Regions from separate parts of the Sus scrofa genome. Here all the other regions are linked to region 2. A link is a contact called in public HiChIP or PLAC-seq and promoter capture Hi-C data. All regions are on one chromosome and are shown on one strand. The core of a region is the stretch at or near the end of the contact, and the rest is flanking DNA. Distances in the headings are between cores, read along the strand shown. Region 1 holds the start of PREP (prolyl endopeptidase). Region 2 holds the start of ATG5 (autophagy protein 5). Region 3 holds the start of C1H6orf203.

The links. Promoter capture Hi-C pulls out the DNA fragments that hold promoters and counts their contacts. HiChIP or PLAC-seq counts read pairs in DNA pulled down with a chosen protein or histone mark.
Region 1: an H3K27ac HiChIP or PLAC-seq map of skeletal muscle shows a contact between it and region 2, with 9 times the contacts expected there. The contact joins the promoter of PREP here to the promoter of ATG5 in region 2. A contact is called at or near these places in 1 of 5 promoter capture datasets (liver) and 2 of 2 datasets of contacts at active chromatin or transcription factors (alveolar macrophages and skeletal muscle).
Region 3: a contact with region 2 is called in a promoter capture Hi-C map of liver, with 5 times the contacts expected there. The contact joins the promoter of C1H6orf203 here to the promoter of ATG5 in region 2. A contact is called at or near these places in 1 of 5 promoter capture datasets (liver) and 1 of 2 datasets of contacts at active chromatin or transcription factors (alveolar macrophages).

What each region holds. Positions count from the first base shown.
Region 1 is chr1:71,634,740-71,637,439 of Sscrofa11.1, forward strand. It overlaps PREP (prolyl endopeptidase), which reads right to left and starts at 1,406. Exons shown (of 15, transcript NM_001004050.1): 1 at 1,170-1,406. The coding sequence starts at 1,214.
Region 2 is chr1:72,519,058-72,521,757 of Sscrofa11.1, forward strand. It overlaps ATG5 (autophagy protein 5), which reads right to left and starts at 1,308. Exons shown (of 9, transcript XM_021090470.1): 1 at 1,053-1,308. LOC110259431 reads left to right here. Exons shown (of 3, transcript XM_021084599.1): 2 at 865-1,767. The coding sequence ends at 1,517.
Region 3 is chr1:73,161,056-73,163,755 of Sscrofa11.1, forward strand. C1H6orf203 reads left to right here and starts at 1,275. Exons shown (of 4, transcript XM_021090591.1): 1 at 1,275-1,379.

The DNA of each region.
Region 1 (2,700 bases), core at 156-2,655, 880 kb before region 2:
GTCCTCTTTTTCATTCTGGCTGGATCACTTTACTCCCCTACACAAAGGCCACAACTCTTTCAACCACAGGGATAGAGCTTCTTGGGCTGATAGAGTAAATTTAATAAGCAAGCAGCTGAACAGACTGAGAAAACATGGTTACCAGATGGCCACAGGTCAAAGAAAGCAGGAATGCATCAGTGCCACTTGGAAGTCTTAATTGAAAACAATATGTCCTTTACTCTAAAGCCCCGGTACCCTTTACCCCCAAATGAGATGCGCTTTAATGTACAGACTTTCTGGCATAAATCGGGCCAAAGCAAGCAGAAAAACAAACAAAAACAAAAATTAGAACTATATTATGCAAAAATCTTTTTATTCGGATTCTATTTTAAGTAATCCGAGGAATTTACCTTTTCCTAAGAGAATCAGGCCAACAACATTTGAATTTTTTCCAGTTCCTAAAATGCCAAACTAATTTTTACACACAAAAAAAGTGTTTGCCCAGAATTCCACCCAGGGGATCTCAACAGTGACCCTGAGCTCACGGACAGCTTAGGTAAATGGTGGGCAACCCCCGCAATAGGCAAAACTTCATCCTGAAAAAAGCCATCCTCTCTCCCTTCTAAGACCTCCTCTCACCCCCATCAACTAACTCCTGCTCCTGTTTAGGAACACTTGGATCAGCACTACCGGGCCCTGCATTCCCAGCACCCGCAGCCCAGCACCTGGCCAGGGACAGGGTAAGCGCTCCACACACGTTTTAAAATCGAATGAATGAACTTCAACTCTAAGTGTTTTTATTTCGTAAGTTGAAAAAGTTTGCTTTTGTTTTAAGATTGTACATAATCTGCATGCACAAACACTTTGTCTCCCTACCATATTGAAGCAAAAGCCTCCTCTGCTAAAAAGCAGTGACACGTTCTGTCTTCCCGCTCCCTTAAGACGCCCATTCCCACCTGGGCGTCTGCCCTTGACCCCGCGGATTGCAGGAAGCGGCCCTGCGGGCTGACCACGGGCTCAGCCAGCCAGCAGACGGAGGGTGACGGCCACCAGGGCCCCCGCGGCTCGGGAGGAGCCCAGCGCCCCCCGCCGGGTCTCGCAAACAAAGGCCGAGGGGGAGGGGAGGGCGTAGGGGGCGAGGGGCCGCGAGTGGTGGGGAGAGGGCCGCGCACCGCTGGGGTACTCACGGCGGTCTCGTCGCGGTACACGTCGGGGTACTGGAAGGACAGCATGGCTGGGGGCGCGCGGGGGTGGCCTGGGGGGCGCGGACTCCGGAGCGATGTCTAGTGGGCCGGGCGGGCAGTGGGGCGAGATATGCGCTGGGGCCGGGCAGGCGGCGGTGGCGGCGGCAGCGAGCGGGCGGCTCTCGGTCAGGCCTCGCACGACCGGACCGGCGGCGCGGCGGCGAGGACGTGAGGGAAGCAGGAAGCAGCTGTCGGCGAGGCCCGGAGCCCCTCCCCGGCGGGCGGGCCCAGAGGCTGCGGCGGCGGCAAGAGGGAGCGGGCGGCGCCTTGCGTGCGCCAGGCCGGGCGCACAGCTCCCTCTGCAGGAACGCCGGCCGCGCCCGCGCCCGCGCCGCCCGGGCCCACGGACCACTGCGCCTGGCGCGCGTCGCACCCACGCCCGAGCCACCGCACCAGACACCCCGTCACGGCGCCGGCCACACGCCGGCCGGGGACACGCCCAACACGCCGCCCCCGGCCCACAGCGCCCGCCACACGTGCGGTCACGCCGGCGAGCCCACCACGCCCCCTCCCTCTCCCGCCCCGCCCCCTCCGAGTCTCCCCGCTGCCGCTTAGCTGCAGCCAAGCTCGCTGCCCGCCCTCCTCCCTGAGCAGAAGGAACAGCAGGGTTTGCTTACTCGATCCCCCCATCTTCCTATTCCCGGGCTGAGAAGGGGCCTCGCCCCCGCGTTGAAAGCGGAGGGCTTGAGATGACCTAGTTTCCACCGCCTGTGGCTCTGGACTTGGAAAGGAAGGAATAATGGATCATGAGGACCAGGAAGGAAACACATCTCTCCTCTCCTGAGCACCCCTGGAGGGCGCTGGGTAGTTGGGCATCCGCACCGTGGAGGTGGGATGAGGCGTGGGTAGGACGACGGTTGAGCCCTTATCTGAGGTTTGCCAGTTGAAAGGGGACAGAGGTGGGAAGACTGGAAATCATCTTGGGTCTTTTGTTCATCCTACTGGTTCTTTTATCCCTTTCCTGCGTTTGTTGATTGAGCATCTTTTATCATGTATTAGATGCTTGACCTCAAACCTATGAAATTTTAATAGTTAGATTTACTCATCGTCGGCCTAGTGATAGGAGTTCTGGTCTTGCTTTCTGGACCATCGAAAAGAAGCTTTATGGCTCCAGTTATCATAGTTGGAGTGTGTGTCAATGTGTTTTGTACTCCTGGCTTCTTAAAAGTCCTGGGAGGAGGGCAGGGGTGTGACAAGAAAGTCGTTCAGGTCCTGAATTCCAGGTGGCCGAGGTAATTACTGTGACCTTGTGTCTTCTGTCCTTTTTATTATCATCCCAGTTCCGTGCCTCACCGGTAGGTCAGTGTTTTTGTTCAGGTTGGGGTGTTTGATAATCATGTTTCACAGTTGTTTCCAGACCCACCCTTCTTGAGCAACTTGAGAATCCTCAGTTCTGGGAGAGCTCACACTATTGATGCCCACTTTGTAAAAAAAACAAAACACAGGGACTTAGCATTCTGCAGCCCAGTCACCA
Region 2 (2,700 bases), core at 58-2,557:
TTAATGTCTCCCCCACACCCTCAAAGTGAACTTCATGATGGCAGGGATTTTTATTGCCTTGTTCACTGTCTATTGTTTTGTTTACTTTTTATTCAGTGCCTGGAACATAACGGGCACTTGATATCTGTTAAATTAATAAAGCAAACCTACACCTGAAATGTGTACATTATTCTAAAAATTTATATCCATATAGTACCATTCTGTTCACTTTTCCCATTTTAATCAGCATAACTTCGAGGATTAAAGCACACGTTTAAACTCAGTGTAAAATTCTATAATTTCCCTCAACTTCTACTCTCAGCCCAACATCTTTACTTTCAAATTCAACCAATAACTCCCTTTATGGAAATCACAACATAATTCGGTTAAGATTCAAGTACCCATACTCCCAAAGGCTCTGAAATTTATCAAGTAAATTCTGGAAGGCCTTGGAAGTTTCAATGCTGCTTAATAGTCTCTGGGTTCTGATTCTTGCTGAAAACAGGCTGTGTCTCCCCACCCCTCAGAAAAATCTAGAACCAATCCAGTTTCCCTAGGTTCCTCAAGTTCAGGTGTGACTTGAAACTAATCCAAAGTATAATTAAAGTATGTCAAAGTGTTTTGCCAACGGAAAATGGCTTTGCTGGGACTAAATGTTACTATTAAAATGAGACAATGAGTGCCGTTGAGAAGATAAATTAGGAGAAATACCCATCGATTTCGGATAGAATCCAAGGGCTGTAAAATAACTATGATCTAAATTACTATCCCACGAAAAACGCAGGTCCTGAACAAAACTCTAGAGCCCGCAATGAGACCCTGGCTTCCTACATTAGTAAGAAGCAGACCGATTCCCCAAGAGACCGCACAGACTACACCCTACAGCCTGCACTAGGGCTCGGGGGCGGCGCCTGGCCAACGCCATCTCCCTCGGAGGAACACCTTCAGGCGCCACCACCGCCCTGAGGAGCGCTCCTCTCACCAGCCACACGCCCCTCCTTCTTACCACACCTACCCGGCACCTCCCCAACCCACTTCCTCACTCTGGGGTGACAGACACACATATACCCTACCAGAAGCGCCGGCTTCTCCTCCGGCTTCTCCTCCGGCTTCCCGCACTAGTGAGGACGCTCGGGTCCCGGGCACTGGCGGGGCGGCGGCGCAGAGCACCCGACACACTGTCCCGCAGAGGCTCCCCAGCTGGTAGCCCCGAGGGCCGGCACAGCCGCAGGAGGCACCCGCGCGGAGGTCGGAGCCAAGCCCTGCGGCACTTCCGCCCTCCGGTATCCAGCCAAGACAACCTGCAGCCGGGAAGCCCACCGCAAGTCCAGTCACTCTCGGCGCCCGGAGATGACGTCACGAAACCCACGTGGCCCGCCACTCCGCCCTCTGAGTTGGGCCCAACCCCGCAAGGAGGGCAGCGCTTGAGCATGCGCAGACTGAGCGGAGAGCGTGAATGTGAGGCTAAACCTCTGGCAAGTTCAGAGCTTCTGCAGTTTCCAGAGTCCTGTGCGTTTGGCATAGCCGTTGGTGTTTAGAGAGCTTAAGAGCAAAGAGTTTTACAAATGCTGAGACATCGTCTCGCTAGAGCTTGAGCGCGGCATCCCTCTCCTGGCTTCACAGAGTGATAGTAGTAAAAGGTTGGTTTTCAGAATATTTTTGAAGCCGTCCACCTCAGAATGGGACTTGAACCCACTGGCTGGGACTCAGACCCAGTCAAGACTCAGGGTGGGACTTGAACCCACTGTGTTTTACTTAAAACCACACACCTGGTCTCAGGACTTACTGGTAAGTTCAAGCTCAGTGTTTAAGCACAGAAGGAGTTCTGGGAGAGGCAAAGTGATAGGTAAGAAGTAGATTTATTGATAGTATGGGCCGCTCAGAAGGCAAGAGCAGCCTGGAAGATACACATTCCATAGACAGGATATGGCGCACCTTAAAAGGCCAGAGAGTGGCCCCAAAATGTGGAGTGGATAGTTTTTATGGGCTAGGTGATGTCATAGGCTAACAAGTGGGAGAGTTATTCCAGCTATTTTGGAGAAAGGGCAGGGATTTCCAGGGCTACTGGAAAATGGGCTACTGCCCACTTTTTTGGCCTTTTATGATCTGCCACAGAACTGTCAAGGTGCCTGTGGGTGTGTCATTTAGCATGCTGATATAGGACAGTGAGCATATAATGAGGTTCAAGGTCTACTGGAAGTCAAATGTCCCTCCATCTTGGGCCTAGTAGGTTCTGATCAGTTTTTGTTGTGTCTTCAAGGGCTACATCATTCTTCTAAAGGTTGTGCCCTGTCCACTTCTTTCCTGTTTCATTTTCATATCTATCTTCTCATTTTATCTTTCCCATGTTGTCAGAGCCACAGCAAGGGTTAATAGCCACATTTAACAGAAGACTAAATTATCTGAATATTAAAGCCCTTCCATCCATACAACTGTGCGTATCCATGTCTTCCTGTTGGTGAAAATAACAAGCAATTAATAAACTCACTTCTAGAGTGTTTGAATTGGATCTATCCAAAAGTCCCACCAGGTCTTTAACATTTTTCTCTTAATTACACATGCCATTCAACATAATGCATGCATGCCAAGTAAACACTACTGTGTTGAGACTCATGATAGGTTCCTGATAATTGGGAGGATTAGGGAAATCCTAGTAGTAGCCATAGGATTCTTTTTAAAAGAAGGATCTTCTAGGTTATCTAGCCCAGTGATTTTTCCAAT
Region 3 (2,700 bases), core at 25-2,524, 640 kb after region 2:
CCAAGGCCCACAGCATTAAAATAAGCTCTTGTGCCAAAAATAAACCCATGCACCAATGGTCAACTAATCTATGACAAAGGAAGCAAGAATATACAATGGAGAAAAAGTCTCTTCACTGAGTGGTGCTGGGAAGATTGGACAACTACATGTAAAATAATGAAATTAGAACATTTTCTAAGACCACATACAAAAATACACTCAAAATGGATTAAAGCCCTAAATGTAAGACCAGATACCATAAAATTCCTAGAAGAAAACATGGGCAGAACACTCTTCAACATAAATCATAGCAAAAATTTTTTGGATCCTTCTCTGAAACAAAGGAAATTAAAAGCAAAAATAAACAAAAAGGATCCAATTAAACTGAAAAGCTTTTTCACAGCAAAGGAAACCATCAACAAAATGAAAAGACAACCTACCAAATGGGAGAAAAAAATTGCAAATGATGACTGCTAAGGGGTTAATATCCAGCTGACATAAACAGCTCACCAAACTCGACAACACAAAAACGAAAACAAAAACCAAGCACTAACCAGATTAAAAATTAGACAGAACTGAATAGAAATTTTTAAAAGAGGAAATAAAGATACAAACAGGCACAAGAAAAGATCCTCATCATCGCTAATCATCAGGGAAATGCAAATCAAAACCACAGTGAGATATCACCTCAGACCTCTCAGAAGGGCTATCAGCAAAAAGACCACAAAAAAATGTTGGTGAGGCGGGGGAGGGGTTGGTCGGGAAGCTGGACAGAGAAAGACAAATACTCGATGTTATCACTTATATGTGGAATCTAAAAAAATACAACTAGTGAATATAACGAAAAAGAAACAGACGCTCAGCTATAGCCAAAAAACTAGTAGCTACCTTTGGGGAGAGAGAAGGGGCGGGGCATTCTAAGGGTAGGGGATTAAGAGGCACAAAAAATAAGCTACAAAGATAATATTGTTCAATATGGAGAATATAGCAAATATTTTATAATAACTCTGAGGAGTACCACCTTTAAAAATTACAAATCTCTATATTATACACCTGTAACTTATATAATGTTATACATCAACTATCTTAAATGAAAAATAAGTCAACTAATTTAAAAAAATAAAGCTCTCTTCAACCATGTGTAACCACCAGGCTCAGGCTTCCGGCTCGGCTCAGAGACGTGTCTGTCCTCGGGGCTGCCCTCCCGGCCCAGTCCGCCCGGCCGCGTCTTCCAGCAGAGGTCGCTGCGCCGCCGACGCCGCGCCCGAGTGCCCCGCCCAGCCCGCTCTCACTGCGCCGGCGCCGACGGAAGGGGCGGGGCGAGGCCAGGGAGGGGCCTGGAGGCCGGCGGTCTCGGCCTCGGTGGGAGACCGGGTGGGAGGAGCGGCGGTGACGTGCAGGTAACTGCGCCCCGGCCGGGCGTGCAGTGCCCCCGGCCCGCGCCCCCTTCTGTTGCTTCACCGCGCGCACGTGGCAAATACGGGCGTGGCGTTCTCCTGTCCTCTCCCTGCGGTGTCAGGTCTCCGCGTGAGTCTCTCGCGTCCTATCCTGGCCAGGTCGGGCCGCTCCGGGGGCTGCAGGGTCCGTGGGAACCCGGTGGGCAGAGGCGATCTGCCCCGGGCCCGGCAGCACCTGCTTGCTGCAGACACAGACCGTGAGCTCGAGGACTCTGGTGTCCTGTTTCCCTTGACCTTGAGGACCTGGGAAGGTGCGCAGCCCGAGGGGTGTAGGGAGGGAGCAAGGGGAACCCGACCTTGTCTCAGCATTTCGTCACTCTCCGAGGTCTCTAGGAGAAGACAGGATTTTTAGTTGCAGTTGACCTAAAAGCAGTTAGATCAGGTTCGCCACACAGAGTAGTTAGGCTTAAGAACGTGGAGAGATTCCACATGTCCCGCAGGTCACGGACAGCGTTGCCTTCGCACTCCACTCATTACTTTTTTTTTTTTTTTTAAACAGCCTTCGTTTATTTCACAGATTTTATATCTGTCTTGAAGATCTCGAAACCTCGTTCAGGTTTCCTGCCACGATCATCCATCCCCTTTTAGGTTCACGCTGCCACCAAAGAAATCTTTTAAAAGGCACTCCTATGGGATCACTTCTCTACTTAAAATCTTTCTAGAACTCTCATGCTTTCTGGGTCAAGTCCACACTTTGATCTGGAAGCCCCTTGGAGATGTAGCCTCTTGCCCTTCAACCCAGGCCCATCTTTGTTCTTCATCCCAGTGCACTGGTTCTTCTGGTGTACTTTGATTTCACAGTATTTAATGAAGCATTTACCACGTGCCCAGCACTGTTCTGGGCACTTGGGATTGACACAGGCAAACAGGTTATATTCTAGTAGAAGAGACATCAAAAAACAAAACTCCCATAAAGTGTATAATATGATAGCAGGTAGTAAGTGCTGTGGTGAGAGAAAGTAGAACAGAGTAAGGGGAAATTGGGAGGGCAAGATGCCTGTTAAATGGAGTTAGAATGAGTAGACTTTATGGAGGTGAAGATGAGTTATCCACAGGTAGCTGGGCTAACAGTGTTCTCTCGAAGTTGGAACAAAGAATCCCCAGAAGTGTACCTGTTGTTTTGAGGATCATTGGGAAGGAGCTGTGTGAGCAAGAGAGGCAGGAGGTGATGAGGGGCCAGATTGCACAGGGCCTGTAGGCCAAGGTAGGGATTTTGCTTTTCCAAGTGTTTTTTTAGGGTTTTGAGGGAAGGAATGGCATACTA